Linked DNA regions of Xenopus tropicalis: region 1 is linked to region 2. The links are chromatin contacts, called in public Hi-C maps. All regions are on one chromosome and are shown on one strand. Each heading gives the region's core, a stretch centred on a gene start, on an enhancer-like site or on the middle of the called end of the contact. The rest is flanking DNA. Distances are from core to core; before and after follow the strand shown.

Region 1 (4,124 bases), core at 1,194-3,693, 180 kb before region 2:
CATAAGTGCTATACATGAACGCTGCTTTATTTAGTCAGCGCAAACCAGTAAGAATAACCATATAAAAGGCTGACCACAAAATAAATTTTTAAAAAAAAGCTGATGTAAATGGCTCATCATACCTTCCTTATCCTGAATCTTAGCCTTGACATTTTCTATAGTATCAGAAGGCTCAACCTACAGGGGAAAACAAAGATATTTAATATCACTGGAGGACCAGTGCCAGAAGATACTCATTAAACATATATGGTACTACAATATAGTAATGAATAGTAATTATATCTATTACATACATTTAACATGACCAGGGCTGGAATGGTTTTGCAATAAAAGCCCAGACCCTTTATCCCCAGATAACAAGCAGTGCCTGGGCTGCCATAAACCTTGCAAAGCACTTTTGTAGCTAAATATTTATTACCCATCCAAGGATTCTCACATGTATCAAGCTGGCCAAGTAGTAATATCTAATGGCAACATCCACAAGTCATGTGTGCTTGGTAAATACAACCCACATCATATAGCAGAGCTGTCACTTACACTTCCAACCCCGAGTAACAGGTTCCCACTATTATGTTTTTATTTTTTTTTTTTAAGTGGTCATAAAACCTGCTGCACTGCACAACCAAACTTTACTCTGCTCTAAAAAAAAAACAGAATAATGTAATCTATAATGAAGGTTGAAGCATGCTGTGTTAGCCCAGGAACAGCAGGGTTTATTCTTAAAGCAATATTGCACAATAAAACATTTCCCCAGATTTCCACAGCCAACTCCTCCAAGTGATCTGTGTAAATCTGTCTCCTTGTTCCAGTAATTGGACTTGGAAGCCGTTTCCTAGCACTGCCCTTTATTCCCATGACTCCAGTGTAATATAATGAAGAACAAATGGCAATTACATAATAATATCAATATGTAAGATAACGGCAAGATGCCCAACAATGCTGGGAATCAGCATTTCCACTGGCAGATATTTTGGCGTTTATAAGGCATTTGATCAGTAAAATTTTATTTATAATTATGTTTTCCAGCACCTTGTATAGCAAAACAAGGGAGCGGTGGGACAGTGCTATAGATGGGTTTACACCCCCTTTAAAGAATAGAAACACCCATTAAATCTGCTAAGGATTATATGTACCACAAGGACACCCCACCATGAGTGACAGAACATATCCATACATAGAAATGTATAGGCCAAATGGCACTCCCAGTGGGACAGCAAATCATGCCTGGGTGCCCATCTATACTGGGGGGTATTCAATGAGCTTGGCCTCATCAGACCTTAATTAGAACAGGCGATGTGTATGTAGGTAGGGAGATGTACATATGTAGGTAGGGAGATGTACATATGTAGGTAGGGAGATGTACATATGTATGTAGGGAGATGTACATATGTAGGTAGGGAGATGTACATATGTAGGTAGGGAGATGTACATATGTAGGTAGGGAGATGTACATATGTAGGTAGGGAGATGTACATATGTAGGTAGGGAGATGTATATATGTAGGTAGGGAGATGTATATGCAGTATATATGTATGTAGGGAAGATGTACATATTTCCATTTCCAGATGCCCCAGGACAGACAGAGGAGGTGCCACAGACACATGGAGCTACTGCCAAGACTCCCGGCATGCAATGGCTGACCCAAGGGCGGATTGTGGGGCTTCAGTCCCTGTAGGCTCTAATAGCCGGGCGAGTAGAAGTACTAGCCCTGTAGCCCAGTGGCACATGTCCTCCCCCCAGCCGGCTCTGCACGCACCTCGAGGGTGATAGTCTTCCCCGTGAGGGTTTTCACGAAGATCTGCATCGCGGAGCCGGATCCACCTGCCGTGGGAGAGAAGGGCACATTAAACACCACACAGGCACCGTTCCCAGGGGCCACGGACCCTCCATCCCAGGCATTTTATTCCGCTGCCTCCGGAGAGCAGCCGCCACACTCACCTCCTGCTAATGGCGGATCCTGGAGAGAGGACCTCCTTCCGGCCGCACGGGGTTTTCCTAGCTCCGGCGCAGGGGTGTGGGCGGGCCCAGCTGGCTGCCATACTGCCTGATCAATACACTTTCCATAAATACCGGCTCAATGGGTTTGTACAAATGTAGGGAACCGCTAGAGGATATTGTCAGCCGGTGGGAAAATAAATGGCGCTATTGTCCCCTGTAGTTACAATGTTTCATTTAGGAGTGAGGACCACGGAGCCGCGCAGCATTCTGGGAATTGCAGTTTTTTTGGACTAATGCGTCACGTATGGAACCCGTCTTTTTACCCATATTTTAAACTCGTATGTAACCGGTGCAGTTTGATTTCCATATACTATTTTTTTTTAAAGTCATGTATTTTTTTTTATAATTTTGTGTAGTTCTATGTAAACTGGAGGGCATAATTAACAGCCACGCCCACACACCAGTATGCCCCGCCCCTTGGTGACGCCCCTAGTAACGGAGTGGAACACATACAAGTTAGGAGGGATGCTGCTGAGCGTGGGGCTGGGAGCAGGTAATATTATTATATTCCGCATTGCGGCCTCAGCTGAGAGGGACTAATCCCAATGTCTCACAATAAAAAGTCTCTGGAAATGTCTTTACACTATAAGGGCAGGGCTGGTTTAGGGTAAGTTGCTAAAGTCCTTGGCCCTGCTGGGACCCTCAGCATCACAGGTGCCATAGGGAGAGTAAATACATGGAGCTATCGTATAGTATATTGTGTAACGATTATGACATATCTGTAATATATAGTGACTATGGAATCTTCCAGCAGCCCCTCTGCATTTGCCAGTACAGATACAGACTGTGCCACCTAGACAGTAACTTTAGTGCACAAACAATAAATCCATGTAGCTGCTTGTAACCCATCAGAGCTAATAAGACTGGCTAATTTAGTAATTATATAGCATATCCAGCCTGCTCCTATTTCTGCATATCTACATTTGATCTAAAGGGAGGCCCTGTATGTGCCTGGCTCACCCCTATTAAATAGGTGGTTCACCTGTAAGTTAACTTTATAAAATAAATAATAATATTGGTCTTCATTTTTTATTGTGTATATTTTTTTTTAAGTATTTGCGTTCTGCATTAAAGGGGGGTTCACTGACTCCGGCACCTAATATGTTGTAGAGCCCCCTTTCCTGTAGCAGATTGCCAACTTTATTTTTTAAAATAATACTAACTTTTCCCCAAAATTTCCTTTTAACTTCACAGTATCACGGCCGCTATCTTGGATTTCTAAACACCCGCGCTCGCACCAAACACCCGCAATCCCACCCGGTCACTACACACCTGTGCTCGCACCCCACCCGCTCGCTACCCAGTACCCGCTCGCCTGCTGCCTGTTCCTGTTTCAGTGAAGGGAGCACACCTGCTTCTGAATGAATGAAAATCAGCAAAGCGCATGCACCACCTACAGTGTCCCGGTCACACAGTCAATGCAGGAGCGATGCATTATGGGAATTCTCTTTACCCAGCTCAGCGTTTTTTCTCCGTGTTTGGCTTCAGATCTTCTGAACAGGAGAAATATGGGGAAACTTAAGGACACTATTGAGACAACTGAAGGCAGCCTTTCCTTCTCCTTTAAGAACAATTTATGTTTAAGTTGCTAAATAATGGGTACATGTTACTAAAAGCAACAATACAGCATGCAGTTCAATATTTAGTTCATTAGGTGTTATAGATGCATTAACATAGGCATGTGGTAGCACTTACAGCACAGTAATGCAGTATTTCTGTTTGAACAGTTATTGGACCCCTTATCCGGAAACCCATTATCCAGAAATTTCTGAGTTAGGGAAAGGCCATTTCCCATTGACTCTATTTTAATTAAATAATTCAATTTTTAAAAATGATTTCCTTTTTCTCTGTAATAATAAAACAGTACCTTGTACTTGATCCCAAGTAATATATAAATATATAATTAATCCTTATTGGTAGCAAAACAATCATATTGGGTTTATTTAATGTATAAATTATTTTTTTTAGTAGACTTAAGGCAGGAGATCCGAATTACAGAAAGATCCCTTATCCAGAAAACCCCAGGTCCCGAGCATTCTGGATAATGGGTCCCATACCTGTACCTAATTTTTATCCCCCATTCCAGCAGGTTCCACACAGGGCATGTGAGTAGCCACGAGTAGGAA
Region 2 (3,957 bases), core at 310-2,809:
AGAATGGAGAAGAATAGGGGATGTGGCCCAAAGTCCTTTTCTTTGCAAGAGGAGCTTCTCCCCGATACCTGTAGGCAGATCCTCCTCCACAGATGTTCAGGATTTCATTTCCTTATGAAATGGAGAGCTGATCAGAGTTCTAGCAGGCCAGCAGTACAGTGCCACCATAATCCCCTGTCCAGGCTGCAGCAAGAGATCGCCAGCAGCGGAGAAGGGAAGGAGACAAGAACGTCCATCAGTCTGATTATTGCATGTCTCCAGGAGGCAAGGGTCTGCCCATGCCTTAGTCACAGCAGGGGGCTCACAGTCGCACTTATTGGTGGGCAACAGGATTATTCCCAAGTGAATCTTAGTAGGCAATGATGGGGGAGCCAAAGTGCAACAGGGCCACAGATACCCAGAGGCAGGGAAGGGTAAAGGATCACTGTGCCCAGCAGTTTATTCATTGCATGTCCTCACCAGTCAGGGGGTCTCCCTCTTCCTTAGGTATAGGGGCTACCTTTATCTCCCTAATTAACAAAGGATAATGAATTCCAGTCAGACAGGATGAGGTTGCAAGGGGTGCACAGATTGTCACAGTGTCACTCCCAAGGGAGCAGAACAAGCAGTGTCCAGGGCTGCTGCCACAAGGAATAGCTCCTCACTGCAGCATCTTCCTGTTCAGCTCCATCTGTGCAGCCTGCCCCTCTGCAGCCCGGCACTCGCTGGATCTGGAGAGAAAATGTGAAAAAAAAAACAGAAAGAAAACCAATACAAGCAAAGTGTATGCCGCTTATGCCCTCCCCCTGTCAGCTCTCCGTCCTCCCAGCGTTCAGGGATACTGAGATATTGAAATCCTCCTGTGCCCTCCCCCATGTCACCGCTCCTGCCTCTCTCCTGTCACAGCTCCGTGCTGTTCATATTTAGCCATTCACTGTCACAACAGCCTCCTCATCCCCCTCTGCCATCTCCCTCTGCTCGCCCATAATCCATAAGGCCTACTCCGACCGCCCCATGCCTCCCCCCTCTAGTGTTTCTAGTAGAAAGCAGCAAGGGGAGCTTTAATTTAACACTGCAGTTTAAAAACTTTTTGCAAATGTGGAGACTAAAACATTTTATTTCAGTTTTGGCATTTTGTTTTAATGCGTTTTATAGTAAGGGCATTTTGTCACTGTCATGCAGCAAAAAGAGCATTGCCTCTGCGACAGACTAATGCTCGGCTGCTGCTACTAATAATCTTACACTCCACTGGAGGGGAAGTAATGCACGGCTCGCAATCTCATGCAGAAGGCGGGAGAATGAGCGCCGTAACCGAATCACTTTGAATCAGTGATTCTTACGTATATCGCCTCTGTGAATACCACTCGGAGCAGTTGCCAGGAGAGAGGAGCGTATTGCATGGAAACGGCGACGCCGAGCGGGCGTACACCAGCTGCCCCTTTCTGTTCGCTGCAATGGGTTGTGGGAAACGTAGTCTTGATGCGGTTTTACCTATTTCTAATTCCTCGAAGTTGTTGACACAGAGAATACACGTCCCAGAATCCCGCTGGGTGCACTCATTACCCGTAGAGTGATAAGTCAGGCCTGTGCGAGCTGAAGTTGCCAAACTATATCTATTTTTGTTGTTGGTTGCCGGGCAATGGCCGCAAGAGACAATTGGCTTGTTATAGCTTTGGCTTTTGTTTTTGAAGGGATTAGTTTAGAGCACACAAGAAAGACAAGGGCAATTTAGGATTAATTGTATGTGCTATTCTACTGACCAGGTGCCAAGCCTAGTGCTATTGACTGCTCTCACATTTATTAAGTGAAGTTTAAGCTTCATGGTTGTTTGTAATTTTTATTTTTCAACCAGTCTGGTAATATAATGAAATGAAACAATGGCTGCTTTGTGGAATAGTCCGTCAGTGGAATAACTAAAAGTTATTGGAGCCCAACAGCAAAAATACTTTAGGGACCCCTTAAGCTTTGGGAACAAGACATTTTTCCTAAACATGTATCAAAACTGCTTCTCTGGGGCCTTTATACTTGCTGAGCCACTTATCTGTTCCAGAGTCTTTTGCTTTTATAGTTAAGAACATTTTTAAAAAAGGAAGCATTCCCCGGCCCCTAGAGATTCCCCCTAAAATCCTAATCACTTAATTTATAACCCTGTAGTGAGTGAGAGTTTTATGAGGATAATATAATGTCAACATATGAAAAAAAAAGAGACAAACCCCTATATATTGAGCTACACCTGGGCAATGGTTTATAAATACATAATACCCTTTATTTATTCCTTCTGGAAAAATGTATAGCTTAAAAACATGCACACATAAGCTAAAAATTGGCGCAAAGGATAACAGTTTGGTTAATGGACTCTGCGGTGTAGTGGGATCTCATGTCCCATATTACATAGGATCAAAATAACCAGCTATAAATTCATATTAATAATTATAATTATGAATGAATGAAATAGTACCTGGGTACAAAATACAAGACACAATAAAGGCGTATAATTAAAAACACTAGAGAATGAGACAAAATCCCAAAGGTTAACTGCCCAGTGCTCGGTACAAAGAGCAGTGTCAGTAGGTGCAGCTCAGCCCTGTCCTTCTGCCACTCCCTACCTTACTCATGCAAATAACAAGCTATGGGCAGGTAGGGGCCAAACAATAGGCTGCCTACTTGCCTCCACCTGTCCGTATCTCTTAGATCCTCTACTGGCTAATGCAGTCAGCACTGAATCTACTGATTGCTATCTGAAACATAACAGAACACATATTTTGACATTAGCTGTCATTTTCTATAGTCAGATATAGATGCTCCCTAGTTAAAAAGTTCAATGTATTTTCAGTATAATCAGCTCTCTATCTGCCTCTGGTAATGCCTTATGTTATTTAATTTTTATTCTAATTATGGTCAGTCACTTTGTAAATGAGTTTCTTTGGTTTCCAGAGATCATGGATGATTTGGATAAAGCTATAGAAGCGGAGAATACAAGAAACATTATCACTATCAGTATCATTTTGATTGTGGGCTTCCTGATTGTCTCTGGGGCAGTCATTTACCTTATTATCCTCTTCAAAAAGCTGTAAGTATTGCTATAGACGGTACTGCTTGAGTAAGACTTTCTGTGCTAACTGTAAGGTCAATGTGGGGAAGTCTTCCTCCATGCATTTAGTGCAACTCCTGGTTCTGTATTGGGGACAAACGGATCAACTAAAAGCTAAACTTGAAATATTTGGGTGAATGTTTGGGTTTGATGGATATTTCTGCTTTTCAGCCTCAGCCACTGTGGTCATATATTTTGTAAAATATTAATGTAATCTGTAGTGTAGGAGACCAAGCTGGCCCTGTGTCTAGACCTAAAGCAATGCTTAGATCATGCTTTATCTTTGTCTATATGATCCAGGTCTTAAAGGGCAATGTATTCAACATGTTTAACATAAGTTTAATGAATAGGGTTTGTGCTGGACATACTTGTTGTCTATTGTTTTAATTAAAATATTCAATATTTAATATAACTAAATATATTTTTGTTATTTCTTGTACTATAGAGGGCAAAACAGTGAAACAAAAAGAACGTCTGATACCTTCTATATGGTCTTTGGCAACTATGGGAGTCGAGGAGGCAGCTAATCATTATCCATCAAACCTAAAGCCCTTGTATAATAAACTACAATCCATTGCTGTGCTATGGTAGTTTATAATGTCCATGGTGGGTATGTTATTATTAGAACATTGCACTTTTAATGAGTGACTGTTCCTTGTTTCAGTCATAGAAAAGTTGAATTCTTGGCCACTGCTCTACCTGATCCCTGCCATTGCCTTTACTGGCTGTACTATTTCCCATTAACCATACACATTCAAAATAATGATAATGTTATATAATCAGTGGTATTAAGCTGTTAAACTGTAGATTTACAGAGAATTGTGTTGTTTTCCTTTTTATTTAGATTGCAAGTTCATTTGGGTAGCACCCTCTTTAAATTACTATTC

What was found. A called contact is a pair of places that touch in the nucleus more often than the background predicts.
Region 1: a Hi-C map of neurula embryo shows a contact between it and region 2, with 1.7 times the contacts expected there. The contact joins the promoter of clhc1 here to the promoter of eml6 in region 2. A contact is called at or near these places in 3 of 5 Hi-C or Micro-C datasets (brain, gastrula embryo and neurula embryo).

The regions. Positions count from the first base shown.
Region 1 is chr5:24,329,690-24,333,813 of UCB_Xtro_10.0, reverse strand. It overlaps clhc1 (clathrin heavy chain linker domain containing 1), which reads left to right and starts at 2,443. Exons shown (of 12, transcript NM_001126935.1): 1 at 2,443-2,491; 2 at 4,088-4,124. rps27a (ribosomal protein S27a) reads right to left here and starts at 1,946. Exons shown (of 6, transcript NM_001016172.2): 1 at 1,939-1,946; 2 at 1,757-1,821; 3 at 123-177. The coding sequence starts at 1,804.
Region 2 is chr5:24,149,628-24,153,584 of UCB_Xtro_10.0, reverse strand. It overlaps eml6 (echinoderm microtubule-associated protein-like 6), which reads right to left and starts at 1,559. Exons shown (of 43, transcript XM_031903079.1): 1 at 1,471-1,559; 2 at 1-710. It overlaps LOC105947452 (a long non-coding RNA gene), which reads left to right and starts at 1,595. Exons shown (of 5, transcript XR_004222856.1): 1 at 1,595-1,742; 2 at 2,914-3,049; 3 at 3,516-3,676.